5 separate regions of the Mus musculus genome follow, and regions 1, 2, 4 and 5 are each linked to region 3. A link is a contact called in public Hi-C and promoter capture Hi-C data. All regions are on one chromosome and are shown on one strand. The core of a region is the stretch at or near the end of the contact, and the rest is flanking DNA. Distances in the headings are between cores, read along the strand shown.

Evidence for each region. Promoter capture Hi-C pulls out the DNA fragments that hold promoters and counts their contacts. A called contact is a pair of places that touch in the nucleus more often than the background predicts.
Region 1: a contact with region 3 is called in a promoter capture Hi-C map of hippocampal neurons, with 2.1 times the contacts expected there. The contact joins two enhancer-like sites. A contact is called at or near these places in 3 of 39 promoter capture datasets (HPC-7-derived erythroid cells, hippocampal neurons and liver).
Region 2: a Hi-C map of the N1E-115 cell line shows a contact between it and region 3, with 4 times the contacts expected there. The contact joins two enhancer-like sites. A contact is called at or near these places in 1 of 15 datasets of contacts at CTCF or cohesin (the NIH/3T3 cell line), 4 of 484 Hi-C or Micro-C datasets (the N1E-115 cell line, cerebral cortex and cortical neurons) and 1 of 115 datasets of contacts at active chromatin or transcription factors (astrocytes).
Region 4: a contact with region 3 is called in a promoter capture Hi-C map of the C10 cell line, with 4 times the contacts expected there. The contact joins the promoter of Acot12 here to the enhancer-like site in region 3. A contact is called at or near these places in 6 of 39 promoter capture datasets (the C10 cell line, cranial neural crest, frontonasal cranial neural crest and 2 more) and 2 of 9 other capture datasets (adipose tissue and liver).
Region 5: a contact with region 3 is called in a Hi-C map of cortical neurons, with 5 times the contacts expected there. The contact joins two enhancer-like sites. A contact is called at or near these places in 2 of 484 Hi-C or Micro-C datasets (the N1E-115 cell line and cortical neurons).

What each region holds. Positions count from the first base shown.
Region 1 is chr13:91,867,294-91,870,101 of GRCm38.p6, reverse strand. The region is part of intron 1 of Ckmt2 (creatine kinase, mitochondrial 2); the gene reads left to right. Among named protein-coding and RNA genes, the nearest start is that of Ckmt2, 8.2 kb to the left of the region's middle. Within about 2 kb of position 1,326, at least 6 of the 459 cell types and tissues checked have an H3K27ac peak or open chromatin away from gene starts, as enhancers often do. A contact at or near this core is called in hippocampal neurons, where this site is marked.
Region 2 is chr13:91,694,290-91,696,989 of GRCm38.p6, reverse strand. The region is part of intron 16 of Ssbp2 (single-stranded DNA binding protein 2); the gene reads right to left. Among named protein-coding and RNA genes, the nearest start is that of Gm22778, 28 kb to the left of the region's middle. Within about 2 kb of position 1,394, at least 30 of the 459 cell types and tissues checked have an H3K27ac peak or open chromatin away from gene starts, as enhancers often do. A contact at or near this core is called in the N1E-115 cell line, where this site is marked.
Region 3 is chr13:91,038,002-91,040,758 of GRCm38.p6, reverse strand. All of the region lies in intron 4 of Atg10 (autophagy related 10), which reads left to right. Among named protein-coding and RNA genes, the nearest start is that of Gm46434, 110 kb to the right of the region's middle. Within about 2 kb of position 1,373, at least 128 of the 459 cell types and tissues checked have an H3K27ac peak or open chromatin away from gene starts, as enhancers often do. A contact at or near this core is called in the N1E-115 cell line, cortical neurons and hippocampal neurons, where this site is marked.
Region 4 is chr13:91,740,049-91,743,132 of GRCm38.p6, reverse strand. Acot12 (acyl-CoA thioesterase 12) reads right to left here and starts at 1,612. Exons shown (of 15, transcript NM_028790.3): 1 at 1,473-1,612. The coding sequence starts at 1,602. It overlaps 4833422C13Rik (RIKEN cDNA 4833422C13 gene), which reads left to right and starts at 1,261. Exons shown (of 2, transcript NR_015501.1): 1 at 1,261-1,711.
Region 5 is chr13:91,907,103-91,910,057 of GRCm38.p6, reverse strand. All of the region lies in intron 19 of Rasgrf2 (RAS protein-specific guanine nucleotide-releasing factor 2), which reads left to right. Among named protein-coding and RNA genes, the nearest start is that of Gm46435, 16 kb to the left of the region's middle. Within about 2 kb of position 1,622, at least 17 of the 459 cell types and tissues checked have an H3K27ac peak or open chromatin away from gene starts, as enhancers often do. A contact at or near this core is called in cortical neurons, where this site is marked.

The DNA of each region.
Region 1 (2,808 bases), core at 77-2,576, 830 kb before region 3:
CCATGAGTGACACCATAGCAGGAGACACTTTGGAGGCAGGAAGCATCTGCCTTTTGAAATTGGGCAGACTGCTGAATATAAGCCTAGCCATGGGTCTTTAACTGGCAAGATTGCCTGATGTCTACATCCCTAGATAATTTCTCATTGTGCAAACATCAATATTTGTGCATACAATACTTCCACAAGAATAGATGCTAGAGTAGTGGTTCTCAGCCTATGGGGTCATGGACCTTTGGGGATCAAAAGACATTTTCAGAGGTGTCACCTAAGGCCATCAGAAAACTCAGATATTTACATTACAATCCATAGCAGTAGTAAAATTACAGTTATGAGGTAGCAATGAAAATAATTTTATGGTTGGGGTCACCACAACCTGAGGAGCTATATTAAAGGGCCACAGCATTGGGAAGAATGAGAACCCCTGGGATAGAAGTTGATGACCACATGGCTTCTTGATGCGACCAAAAGACCAGGAAACATGAGATTAACTGAAACTGCCACCTGATAGCATTGCAGGTAATTTTACAGTCAAATATTGATAAAATATATTATAGCAAATAAAAAATAGTAACAGCCATGTATTACCAAGTATTCCATCCTGTCAATCATTGTGCATGCCATGCTTTTATATTTGTGGGAGCCCAAGTGTGTTTATAAAAGGATCACCACAAGAATATCTGTGATGTGTCACATGACATTATGACCTTATGAGGAATACCACATTTCTAGACAATTGGAGCGGTTTGGCTATAATCCCTGTCAACCAGTGTTGACCACAGCCTCCTTATGTGAGGTGTGACTGGAATTCTATAAAGTAAGGAGTGGATGCTTATTGATCAGGTAGCTGTGGTCATGCCAATAGATGGAATTTCTTGGGCTTGAAGAATATACTCATCACCAGGGTCATACAACACGCAGGGATTCCCTAACATTAAGGGAGACTTGTGAGAGCTGAGTTCACCAGCAAGATGAAAAGACTGTGAAGCCCAAACCAGCCTGTGAGTGCTCAGGGAACCAATAGAGAAAAACAAAAAAGCAAAACAACCCATTGGTGTAGAAGGAAGCATCGTTTATGTGGGCTGAGATGTCAGGTTGCAGCCTGGTGGGGTAGGGAATAGAGACACGAAAGTACTAATTGGAAGAACAGCAAGAAGCCCCCCAAAATGACAATGCTTTGCTAAAACAGCTTGGCCTAATTTCCTGCATAGGTCCAAGATTAAAAACCAACATTTAGAAGCAATATAAAAAATTTAAGACCACAAAAGCTCTAGAGCCAATCTGAATGTTAGGCTGACAACTGTGTCCTTAGCAACAGTCTCCATGGCAGGCCCTGAGTGATGTCTGCATGAAATGGATTTGATTTTATACACTTGTGAAAGACATAATGTTTGGTTGATATTTAGCTCTTTCCTGCCAACCTTTTGTTTTGTTTCATGATCTGAATGAATCTGCGACCCTGGGGGAGAGGCATGAGCCTCTCTTGGTGCTAATATGGATCTCTGCAGCTTCTCCTCCACAGCATAGGCTGCCAGGCCATTTTACTAACAGAAATCAAAAGCAAAAGGAGATGAAGTTACCCAGATGTAACATGCCAAGGAAGTCATAATTGTCGCATATAATGTACATCGCCTGCTCTTCCCACCAAGCCCCAGGATTCCCTGGTGTGGGCTTCCATGACCTTGAGAATGAACATGGCAGTCTTCTCGCTTGCCTGTCCTGGTTGGAGCAGGTACAGATGTTCTGATGGTTCTAAATGCCTCTGCCTGGTGCAGTGTCACTTACCTGGCTCCTATGAACAGCAGGTTTCCCAATCAGGTCTGTCCAGCCTTGGACCCTCTGTTCTCTTTGCCTGAACAGCTTTATTGAAAGTAGGCATCATGCAAGATCCCCTGAAGAATATCTTGCTTGTTTCCTCTCCAGCATCAATCTCCACATATAATTATTTCATTTGCTGTGTTTCTTATCCATCATTCCTAGAAAACTTAGGAGTCCCTGAAGAACACAGCATTTATTCACTGTCTTCTCTTGCCTCTGCTATCTACCACAATGCCTGACACTTAGGAGTCCCTCAGTCAGGAGTTAGTCCCTGAATCAATCACATGCTTTCTGCTGGGCTTGAAATCCAGACCTAGAGATCAGGGGTCCCAAGACACTCTGGAAGAAACCCAAGGGTAAAAAATTTGCCACACCTGCAGATATGAACACAGTTCCTGTTAGCTTAGGAACAATGTGCTCTACCTTTCTATTGAACCCTTATGGCTTAGAAGGCATTTGATTCGAACTTTTTTCCCCTTGATGAATTTACAATAAATCTCAGAGTGACATTTGTCTCTTTGCTTAGAAAGCAGAATTGAGAATATGACAGCACAGCGTTAGTGTTGCCTGCTGTTCATAGGGGCCAGGATGCCTTAGCACATCTCCACATCCTTGAAGTTAGTTAAAAAAAAATCCTGGCAACACTGGAGCCTGTGGAGGACAGAGGAGTATACGTGATAGGGCCCTTGTCTGGCCATTTCAGGTCTCTAGAACAACTTCAAGAAGTTACTTATTTGTCACAGCAATTTTAGACATCTATGTCATCAGTAAAATGCAGAGAATTGTATATAGATGTTAATATAGAAGATAAGGTGTCTGATAAGCTGATTTCTTAGGCCAGTGTAAAAAAACAACTTCATAAGTGTTTACATGCTTAGAATTTCTTTGATGCTTAGGAATTTCCTTGGAGAGGCCTGGTAGCCGCAAGCTCATCAGTTCCTCAGTCATGGAAGCAAGGCAATGATGTCAGAAGGATAGATACACATAGAACTA
Region 2 (2,700 bases), core at 145-2,644, 660 kb before region 3:
TCTAGTTCTGTGCCTTAAACTCCAGACTCTGGACTGTCAAGCTGGTATTTTTGAGTTCACTAAATAGTTCCTCATTTTCTTAGTTAAGGTACAAATAAAGTCACTGGAGATAGCTACTTTGTCCTTAAACCCGTGCTTGTAAGCACAGAATCTTTTTCTCTATTGTCCTCTCTCCGTTCACTGCTTGGTCTACTTTAAAATAAACAAAAAAGTGTGGTGGCATTTATATACAGGCAACACGAAGTGTACTCAATGGACTCCACAACAGAACACATGGAACTGGCAGGGAGAAGTGGGGGAGGGGGACAGGAAAGAATTGGAGGGGAAGGATTGAAGGGACAGATTTGAGCAAACATATTGTATGACATCCTTATACAGTAAAAACTGTGGTAATAGAAAGCAAGCCACAGATGACAAAGATACCAGCTGCAGTAGGTGAACTCTCCTTACTGGACAGACCAGAGGACCAAGTAGTCATTAGGACTGAGCACTTCTTTCTAGACTGTGGTAGCCATCAATCACCCTTGCCACACCCCACTGTGCTCAGTCTCTAACCATCAACCAGGAAGGGGATGCAGTGTCTCTGGCTGCTCTCAGCTCTTTTCCCTTTTGTGAACTCTCCTTCTGGGGCAAGAGAGGGAAGGAGGAGCTTCAGAGAGCCTGGTTTTCAACTCCACCCTGTAGTTTTACTTGGCACTGAAGCTCCTCTGAGTTCAGGGCAGCCAGGCCAGGCCAGGCTGATTTTGACAGACTTCCAACAACTTATGAGATGGTCCTAAACTACGCCAGCTATCTCTTATCACATATGTATGTGAAATACGTTTTTATGTTGATGACTGTAAAATAAAAACCATTCAACTCTGAAAAAAATCAGATTCTCTATGTCCTGAAGTAACAAGCATTCAGCGAAAGCCTCTTTACATAAAACACACAAGACAGCATTCCGGAGGCAAAGGCATACAGAGCTCTGTGAGTTCAAGGCCAGCCTAGTCCAAACAGAATTTCTAGGACAGCCAGAACTACACAAAGAACATACACTTGGTCTCTCTCTCTCTCTCTCTCTCTCTCTCTCTCTCTCTCTCTCTCTCATACATCCACTCTCATACACACAGAGAACATTTCATTAGATCTTGTGTTTAATAAATTATAAGAAAGTGCACATCAAAAACCGTTTTAAAATGCATTTCTTTATGATTTGTTACTAGTAAGTGCTTGATTTGTCTGTCTGTTTTCCACCTACGTGCTTCAGGTTGCAAGTGGGACGTTCAAGGGGCCCATCATGACCAGCATTTGAACAGATTCTGTCAGAGTGAGCCACTCAGTGCTGGCTTTTTGTGTCTTTTATGTCACTTAACACACTGTCCTCTGGTTTGGTCAGAGTTGTTCAACAGAGTGGTATTCTATTACATAAGGCTCTATTTTTAATCCACAGTTTACTTCACCCCTTTGCTGTCAACAGTGTACTACAGAATGCATACATGTTAGTCCCCTGTGATCATCTGTTAGCAGAACTGTACTCCTGACTGACACACATGCTATGCTCCTCACTCTGGAATACAAAAGGAGATAAATGTGTTTTATTAGATAAAGTGAACATTAAAAATGACTGGCTTGTCCTTGTTCCAGGGGAAACAGAGACCATGGTCCTAAAATAATGCCTCTTGTAATCTCACATGTGGCTTAAACCCTGAGCTGTCTCCTGATTTTTCTTGCTTACTCACTGATGGCTAGGCTATCTCATGTAATTTTATCTACCTTCTTTGTCCTACTAATCATATAAAGCAAATTAGAGAGCAGAAGAAAAAAAAACCCTTTTTCTAGCCTACATTCAGGGGCAGCCTCATTTCTAATGGAGACTATAGGTTGAGACCAAGAAGCAAAGGAATCCACAGAACATCAAACTCTGGACTCCATGTTGGGCATCACTCTGCACTAAAGTCGAATGCTATTAGCCGTGATGTCCACCTCCAGACCTGGCAGCTTTGGCAAACGCTGAGTCAGACAGCATGGTGGCAAGCATGTGTGCCTTTTGTCCTGACAGATCCATGGGTCATACACTGATAAAGCTCACTTGGGCTCTGCAACATTTGTTTTCTAATCCAGCTCAGTGGTCCCAGCACAGAGCAGCCCCCGAAATTCCTAACTAGCCCTTTTCATCACCCTGCCCAGCCTGACTCCCAAAAATTCTGAGTCCATTGGGTTTAGAAGGAGATCTAGGAAACTTAAAAGAAATCCTTGAATGTTTCTGGAGTGAAATAAGAGTTAAATGTTACTGCATTACTCTTTGAGCGGGGCAGCATCTTGCCTCTGTAGTCCTTCTAGTGTGTATATACTGCCCTGGCACATATAAATGGTTATAAGCTGTTTGCCAAATAAACTTTATAATTTCACCTTTTGTTCTGTATACATCTATGGAGATAACTTATAACCCTAAAACTTTAAAAATGCCACAAGTTTTAAGCTCAGGCTGACAAGACCACCAATGTGACCCTCACTTCATCAAAGCCAAAACACATGTAGATTATTGCCCGTCTTACTATGGCAAAATCAAGGACAGATCTGACTTTGCAGTGACCTACACATTTTGCGAGAAGGTAGGTATTTCACACTACAGAGGTACTGCTTTCCATCTGATTCATGACAATGAATGTCTTCTAGGAGGAAATCCGTAGTGTAGGTTGGGTAACTGCACATAAATAA
Region 3 (2,757 bases), core at 124-2,623:
AAACAGAGGTTAAAAATAAAAAGCTGTAGTTGAGGTAAGGTTTCACCAGTAAAACTTCTCATGCTTCAGAAAGAGCAGACTTCATAGTGAATGATATCATCCCAGCCTTAAATCTCATCTTCACAGTTTTGGCCCCTTGCCTGAAGTTGACTAAGCCCCCTGGCCTTTCTTGACTTTAAACAAGTAGGAACAACTTAAAGCTGCAATGTTTATTTACTTCTAACTTTGCAGTAAAAAATTTCTTTCTGTCTCAAGTGATGCCATTAACTCCTAAGTTCCTGGGCTTCTTTCACCAAGAGCTTATGGTTATTTCAAGAAATGCTTATTGGTTAGGTTAAGGGGTATTTAAGAATAGCAGTAACACCTCCACTAGTCATCTACACACCTCATGCCTCAGTGCCTCGATATGCTGTGATCTAACGCATTGCCTGACAAGAAGGTGGACACCTTGTCTCCTTGGAGGCCTCTGCTAATGATGCCACATGGAGTCCTCACACTGCAGCTTGGAGATGTCTGGGTATGCCCTGGGTAAATTAGGTCAACTTCAGGCCTTGGACTCAGAGCTCCATCCAGTCCACCTCTTACCTTGTGTGTGGTTTTGTGCATGCCTTTCTCGGTAACAGTTTGCATTTGCAGACTACTAATTTCTGGATAGCTAAGACATGTGAATTTAGCCAATGATCTCTTATTTTTAATTAAAAAGTAGCATAAGCTGCTTTGAGTGTGTATTTGGTGGGTTTAATCACTCACTGCTTTATATTGTTTAATGGTCTCCAGTTTTGCAGGGCTGGCAGTTTTACAAGCACTTACGATTTAAAACAAGAGCAAATTCTTAGAGAATCCCTGGTGAGAAGATTTTAATCTGAGGTGCAGTTCCTAAGAACTGACAATTTTGGGTAAATTTTTAACCTGGGACTTGAGGACACAGATAGTTACTAACTCTCAAACTCTTGCTGCAGATTCATCCATATGATTACTCCTAACCTTTAAAACATTTGCTTTATTGTAATAATATTTGATTTAGAGTCCAGAGGTTAAAGAGGATTTCTTGTCTCTACACTGTGCCCTCTACTAAAAGTTGGGGAATATATTTGTTACGTGGGGTAGAGGAGGTGGGGAATGCTTCCTTGATTCTAGTTTGCAGTCGCCCTGCCTAGCGCTATCTAGATTCAAAGACAAGCCAGGGCTGCAGGTAGAGGACACAGGGCACTCATTCGGATTCTTCAGAACTGTTCTTTCATGTGATCGGTATTCACTGTAAGCACTTAATCACCAGAGACGAATTTCCAGAGACAAAACAAGTCCTTTAGCTTGTCAGCATCAGGGATGCGAGGGATTGCAACATGGCTGCTTCTAGCTGGAAGTGGGTCTTGCCGAGACCGGCTGATGAGCTCACGCTGGCTCTGTGCTCTGCACGTGCCAACAGCTCCCCTTACAGCACAGCACAGTGATTGTTCCTGCAAGTCCAATTATATTTTAATGACATTAGTGTGCTTCCTGCATGCCTTTCTACATGGTGATTTTAGTTCTTAAAACACACATACACAAGTAGCACTCCTGGTTCTATTTTTAGAATTTCAAGGCACCCTTCCTGTGTACCTGATAAAGAAAACCAAAGAGGTCATTTGTTTTTTGTAAAAATATATTCCCAACCTCTCATTCTGTCTTGTATGGAATTGATTTTTAGTTCTTTTTAATTCCAGAATTCATTTGCTTATGCACATTAAAATATGGGATTATATTTTATAAAGCATATTGAGATGTTTTCTTGTGGAGAAAACTGGAAAATGGTTCATTGCTTGATCATTCTGTGTACTTTTAAATTTTGCTTTTACCTAACGTAAACTCAGGGGCCTTCTAAGAATGCACCATTCTTCATTTATGAGTCATTTTTTAACGTATTCTCCCTAGTCCAGTCCTCCTTTCAACGTCTGCTTAGCCTGGCTGTTCATGTGTTAAAAGTCTGATGGTGTAGAGAATGCATTCCTAGCGTCGTCTTCTTATTCCAGGCCTGGGCTTTTGTTATTGGTGGTGGTTTTGTTGTTGTTGTTGTTGTTGTTGTTGTTGTTTGTTTCCTACCAAGAGAATCTGACCTAGAAACAGGATGATTGTAAAAATTCTTGCCCAAGGGTCTTGTCTGTCTGTCTTTCTTTCTCTTTCCTTTTTTCCTCATTCCTCCCCATTTTTTCTTTTGTTTGATGTTGCAAAAAATAGTTTATTTGTTTGTGACAGGAGTTAGAGTTTCTTTTGCATCTGTTAGTAAAAATCAATTTCTCTGCTTAACTTTGATTTTTTTTCTATACACTCACACACACACATACACACATACACACACAGGAAAAGTAAAGCAAGGGTTTGGTAGTTCCCATTGAAACTGACATTGCCCCCTTTATCAACTGGTTGAGATTTCTTCTGAATCTGTTTTGTTTCTTGACATGCAAATCCACTGTGCTTTGAGTTCCTGTGGCTCCTGTATATGATTCAGTGTCTGCCTGAGACTCAGCTAACATGCTGACTACCCTTGCTCCTCCCACGTCCTGTCTCATATCTCTCATCAGACCATGTCATCACCTCACACACTGCAGTATAATAATGTGTCTGTTTATTTGCCCTCCTACCAGATGGTACGCAAACATATAAAAAGTAGTGAAGGATATCAGTGTTGATTACCTACAAAGTGAGAAGCATTGATTATGGATCTGTGCTTGATAGTTACGTGGCATTTTACACACACGCCATGCTCACCTTGCTAATTTT
Region 4 (3,084 bases), core at 363-2,862, 700 kb before region 3:
TGATTCATGTATTGAAAGTTCACTGTGCATAGATAAGAGATCCCAGGGAATCGAGATAGCACTAGGACACCAAAAGACTTTCTTCTGAAGGGAGCGTGGCAAGGCTTGCTTGTATCCAAGACTATCACTGGTCCAAAGATGAGAGAAGTCAGCATGGGCACAGGAAATTCATGTACTGCTCAACCTAGGCTTTTAGTTAGAAAGCCATTTATATTACAACACACTGGTTTTAAAAGCAGGCCTTTCTTTTATCTTTAGGCGTAAGTCGGTCACAGTCAGATCATAAATCATAACAATGCTGAGCAGCTGCCTTTTCTGGGGTGGCCATAGCACAGCATTATGGACTGGGTGGCTTGGACAATAGACATTCGGTTTCTCAGAGTTCTGAAGGCTGTCAGGTCCACCAGACTGGTGAAAACTCTCTTCCTGGTTTGCAGGCCGGCTCTTGCTGCGGCCTCACGTGTCACGTGCTTCTAAGATCTAAAAGACTTAGTGCCCTGAGATGAGGTTGTGTTCTTCTCATCTCTTTAATCCTCGATTATACGACACAGCCACACCACGGTACTTGCTGTCACTTTCAAAATACAAACTTCAGAGATGGCATGGAGAGAGACATCATTCAGTCCTTATTAGATGATTTTGTGCCACCACCCCCAACGCTTAGTGCTGGGATGGAAATCACACCGGCCTCAAGCAAGCTAGGCAAGCCCTTCGCAACTGGATTATACCAGCAGGCCTTCTTACTCCCATTCTCTCTCAGGAATATCAAGTTTCCCCTGCCTGCCTAACAGTAAATGGTAGTAAACTGAACACAGAAGAGAACCTGGCAAAGGAGCAATCAAGCTTTTAAATCATGAAAAGCATGAATTCTGACCAGTTGTGCAAGAACACTTTTGCTGTTGCAGTAAATAATGTAGTTGTTTGTTAAGAAAATATAGTAACATGTGCACATTTGTGTGTGTGTGTGTGTGTGTGTGTGTGCGCGCGCGCGCGCGCGCGCCTATGAGACTACAAAGTGAATTGGGGTTTCATGCTTGCAGTGTGAACACTTTTTCCAGCCTCAGTTCTACTTAGTCAATAAACTCTATCTTTAGAATTTTAAATATGGTTAAGTACAGATATACGCAATCTATATAGCAAAGTCTTTGCGTGGAGGCGGGGAGAGGATGTCTTCACTTTGTTTTGTGAGTTGAAAGGAATCCAGCCAAATAAACATGTGAGAACCACTAGTCTAGGTCGCTGTCAGCAGCTATCTTAGTCATTCCTGTCTGCGGCTGCTCTCAGCTCTGGGAACACTGCCCTTTACTTTGCTTCCTTCCTTTTCCCACGCTCTCTCTGGCTTCCACGCCAGCCTAGCGCATCCCTAATTTCAGACACTCCAGTCCTTCAGGATCCCCGGACAGTATCACCTCCCTGGCCACCAGCAGCAGCCCTCCCCGACCGACGGTGCCCTCGCGTGGGCCGGCACCTACCCGCCAGGCAAGCGGTGGTGTCCATCCACTTGAGCAGCTGCCCTGCGCTCAGCTCGCCGCGGGAGTCGGCATGAGCCGGCTGGATGGCCTGGCTCATGAGCACCTCACCCGGCGCCACCATCGACTCCATCGTCCTGGCTGAGAGAACCCCAGACGCCAGCAGCAGGCCATCCCGATCCCCTGGGGCCCGCCCCCGCTCCAAAGGGCGCTGCCCGCGCCCGCTGCCAGGTGCTTAGGAGGTGAGAGGTCAGGGTCCTACGAGTCAGCCGGGGACTGTCGCGAGGAGGGCGAGGAGGGCGAGGAGGGTGAGGGAGTAGAGTACGCCAGCCTCTCTCGGAGCAGAACAGGAGCGCTGCCCTAGCTCCAAAACGCATGGGGCAGAGACAGGTGTTTCTAGAATGCAGGACAATGGTCATCATCAGAAGACCTTGGCAGAGGAGGGAGCTTTAGAAGGGATTGCATGCTCTCCGGAGAGGGCAGAGCCTTTGCTGTGGAAATGTTTTAGAGAGCTTGGCTTCTGTTTTTTGTTGCTTGGTTGGTTTAGTAGTTGGCCTTTTTCCCCCTGACAGACATTGCAACACTTACTGCTCCGGCCTTTGTTTAAACTCTACCTACAGGTTCTTAGGACACTACAGCGGCTCCAAAGATCATTTTGTTAGGAAACTGATTACACTGCCAAACAAACTGAAAAACAAACGTCCCGAGGAGCTGGAGGGTGTAGTGCATCAGTCACCAAAACTAGAGAAGGCAACATTCTGAGTTTTCTAGTGTCCCCCCACCCCAACGTTCATGGGAGAAAAATCTAGGACACTGTATATGAACTCGAGGCCCACACTCAAGGCTAGCAGGTGCTATACTTTGTAGAGTGTCAGCCACTGGCTTTACAAAGCAGGTCTTTTGGGGGAAACGGGATCAAAACCCTTCAGTGGCTCTCGGATCTGAGGATGGAGTAATGGAAGCCTGGAGGGGTGAGGTGGCTTGTCTGGTACTACCTAAAACATCAGGACGAGGTGGCAGGAACCAGGGCCTCCTGACTGTCCTGGGACCTCACTGACGCCTGGGAATATTGCTGCACTTTCAGCATTAGGTCTCTGGCCACCGAGCTCAGCCTGAGAGCATCAAAGACAGTCTGGGTCTTTAAAGATTTTTTTTAGAAATTATTATTTTAAAGTATGTGTATGTATTTATCTGTATGTGGGTATACATACCTGAGCATGGGAGTGCCCTGGAGCTGGAATTATAGACAGTTATGAGCTGGAATTGTAGGCAGTTGTGAGCTGTCTGCTGTCAGAACTGAGAGCCAAGCGAGCTGTTGGCCAGTGATCCATCTCTCCAGCTCCAATTCTGGGGAGTTGGCCTCCCCTGTAAATACATATACATTTAATAAATGAAGAGAGAAAGAAGTACTGAGTTGATGCTCTTAGGATCCTTTGTATCTGGCCAGTTTCAGAGTATATAAGCACAAATAAAAACAGGGAAGTATTAAGTTAGATCTTATAAGAAGCATAAAAATGTCTTTTTTAAAGAGAAGGGCTTATGTAGCCCAGGCTGGATTTGTACTTGCCTGACCTCCCCAGTATGAGATTACAGGCAAGGGCTGTGTTTGAAGTGG
Region 5 (2,955 bases), core at 373-2,872, 870 kb before region 3:
CACCGGCGTCAGGCAAGCATCAGACTATGGGAAGCCATGGGACACAGCTCTGGGGATAGGAAAATGCAATCTGAGGTCCCAGGGACTGCCAGAGCTGGCTAGCAGGTCCCCAGGCCTGCCGAGAGACCAGGGCCATCTGGTTCTCAAGCTCTTGGGCACTTAGGCGCCGCTGGACTCATCGGAAGAGCTGAGAATGGAGTGAGGGCCCATGGGCTGGATCCAGCCAGGGCCTAAGGAAAAGTGGGGAGGAGAGCTCTGGCTGGGTCCCACATAGAGGAGAGAGTCCTTGGCTTGGCTTGGTGGAAGCCATGGTTGGGAGAGCTGAGAGACTGTCTGTGAGAGATTAGCATTCGGCTCTTTAGATGAAGGCCTGTTCCATTGCTCCCCACAGAGGATCCTGACGAAAAGAGACAGTCCATGGCTTTAAGACATTTATTGTTATGGCAGAGAGTTGTGATAAGTAAAACTGTACCCCACCTTCTCAGGACAGGCCCGAGGTTAAATACCTTTTGTAGGGAGGAATGTCTGGGAAGGGAAGTTTACTGGATAAGCCCTTCAGAACTTTAGGTACCTCATTAAAATGGAGATCTGTGGTGAGGCTACATGACCTGTGGTTTTCTACCTGTGGAGGGGCTTGGGACGTTGCCCTTACGTGACTGATGGCCACAGGCCTATGGAGAGCTGCTGCCTCATGTTAGGGGCCTGGCATCGAGGAGCGTGGCAAAACACCTACCATCCCTTGCAGGGTCACCTGTGGGGTCACCAGGGTTTCAAACCTAGCTCAACCAGAAGCCAGGCTGCCTTTCATGGTTCCACATATCCCCAAGCCAGTCTTACTAGTAGTGGGTCCATAGTTGTTCCCTTCTGAAGGACTGTAGTGGCCAGCACTATAGGAGTCCAGATCAGGGTCTGCTTTTTGCTGCCTCTTGAAGTTTGAATGAGAGGCTCTGTACATCTGAGGCTCTGTACTTTGCTCACTTGAAATGGTACTCACACCTAGCATGGGGTGAGCTGGCACCAAGCCCGAGGCAGTCATTGTCAGCCTCATCTCCCTGGTTCTTCTCTTGGCAATCACTGTGAGTAAGTGTCCATTGTGCGCAGTCCCACCTAGAGACTTTTAACCCGCTCTCTCTGGCTTCTGCCTCTTTGCTGTGCTTAGATTGTCTCAGCCTCCACTGCTGCTCTAAGTCTCAGCAGAACATCACCCGGTCCCTTCTGTTCCCCATCACCTTCTCAAGTCTGTGCTCTAGGTGTCTTTAGCTACTGTTTCCTCCATCAGCCCATCTGCCCATCCACCTGCCCATACAGGTGCTCTGCCTTCCCCAGCACCTGCATATTGACTTTCTCGACAGTTGTTGTCAAAAGAATAAGAGACAGATTGAAATGTGGCACTCCATATTTCCTGGGGCCCTCATTTTTCTTCTTAGTTTTTCCTTTTTCCTCTTTTCTTTTCAACCCCCTAATGTTTCTGTCTCAGTGCCCGTGATTCATTCATTTGAAGCAGAGGGACATGGAGATCCTGTGGAAATAATGACTTCGGAAATAGGCTCAGAGACTTCCTCTGGTCTCAGGTCCTGCTCCCCTGCTGTTCACCAGACAACTGGACAGATCCAGCGCTGGTACCTCCCAATAGTGTGGTGGCCCAGCAGTGCCATCTTGTGGACAATGAGCTTCACTGAGACGAGGCTCGTGAAATGCAGCCAAAATTATTTTCTATGATGCAACGCAATCAGCCAGACTTATAAATATCCTCTCTCTGGATTTAAATAGGGGGAAATGCCTTCCCTTCCTGATTTATATTTCTTTTTCATTAGAAAGAACATTCTATACTTTTAAAAACAAAACTTTTCAATGACCAATTGTGTATTTTTACATTCATTTGTGAATAGCATGGTATCCTGTGAGTTCATCAAAGGTTTCGGCTTTAAAGGTAAAACAAAAGTAGTGTAATGTCTTGATCCTGAAACTTTGTCACTGCAGAGTTTGTTATAAGCAGAATCTTGGAGATGAAGATATAATTCAGTAGTTAAGAACACTTCCTGCTCTTACAGAGGGCCAGGTTTGGGCTCCCAGCATCTGCCTTGGTGGGTCACAACCATTAGTGACTCTAGTTCTAGGAGATCTAGTGATTACTAGACACATGCATGGTGCACATACATATGTTCAGGCAAAACACGCATACATATAAAATAAAACAAATCTGAAACAACAATTCAGTCTCCTTGCCTTTCCAAACATCTGGACCAGACGATAAGTGTCCACCATCCCAACCCCAGTGACTACTGTGCACCCAGAAGTTTGAGCAGCACAGGTAACCGGAGTCAGATGAAAATTCTGTGTCTTGCTCATGTGATGGTCCCTTCCCAGCTTCAGCAGCTTATGCATTACAAGGGATGCCAAGAACTTGCCCCTTGTCCCCTGTTTCCTGCTTCCTCCACAGCCTAGCTGGTGAGGAAGAACTGAATTCATAGGATTCTTCATGGCAAAAAAAAAAAAAAAAAAATCCCAGGCAGTAACAGCAAACACAAAAGTCACTATTTGTGTGAAGGATCTGAGAATATGATTATGTCAGCCATGTTGCATGAGAACAAATATTCAGAAATAACCATGCACCATGCTTCAGACAGCCATCAGCAAAATTTTCACATCATCTTTTAAAAGGGTGCTCAGGCCAGCCTCCCCAAAGTTCAGAAAGGTAAAATTACATTGAAAAATATTTTTATTGAAGAATGTTAGATTTATTTTACCTCTTACCAGTAGCTCAATAATTATATATTTGTTTATATGATTTTTTGCTAACTAGTAAAATTTTTAAATGAGTTTTTCTTGTACAAGACATGTTCGTTCATTTTGTTCTTTGACAGTTTCATGCATGGATGTAATGTATTTAGAATTCTCTCATCTGCCTCCCTTCCTTTCCCATGTCCTGTTCCCTACAAATCTCTTTTCTATTCT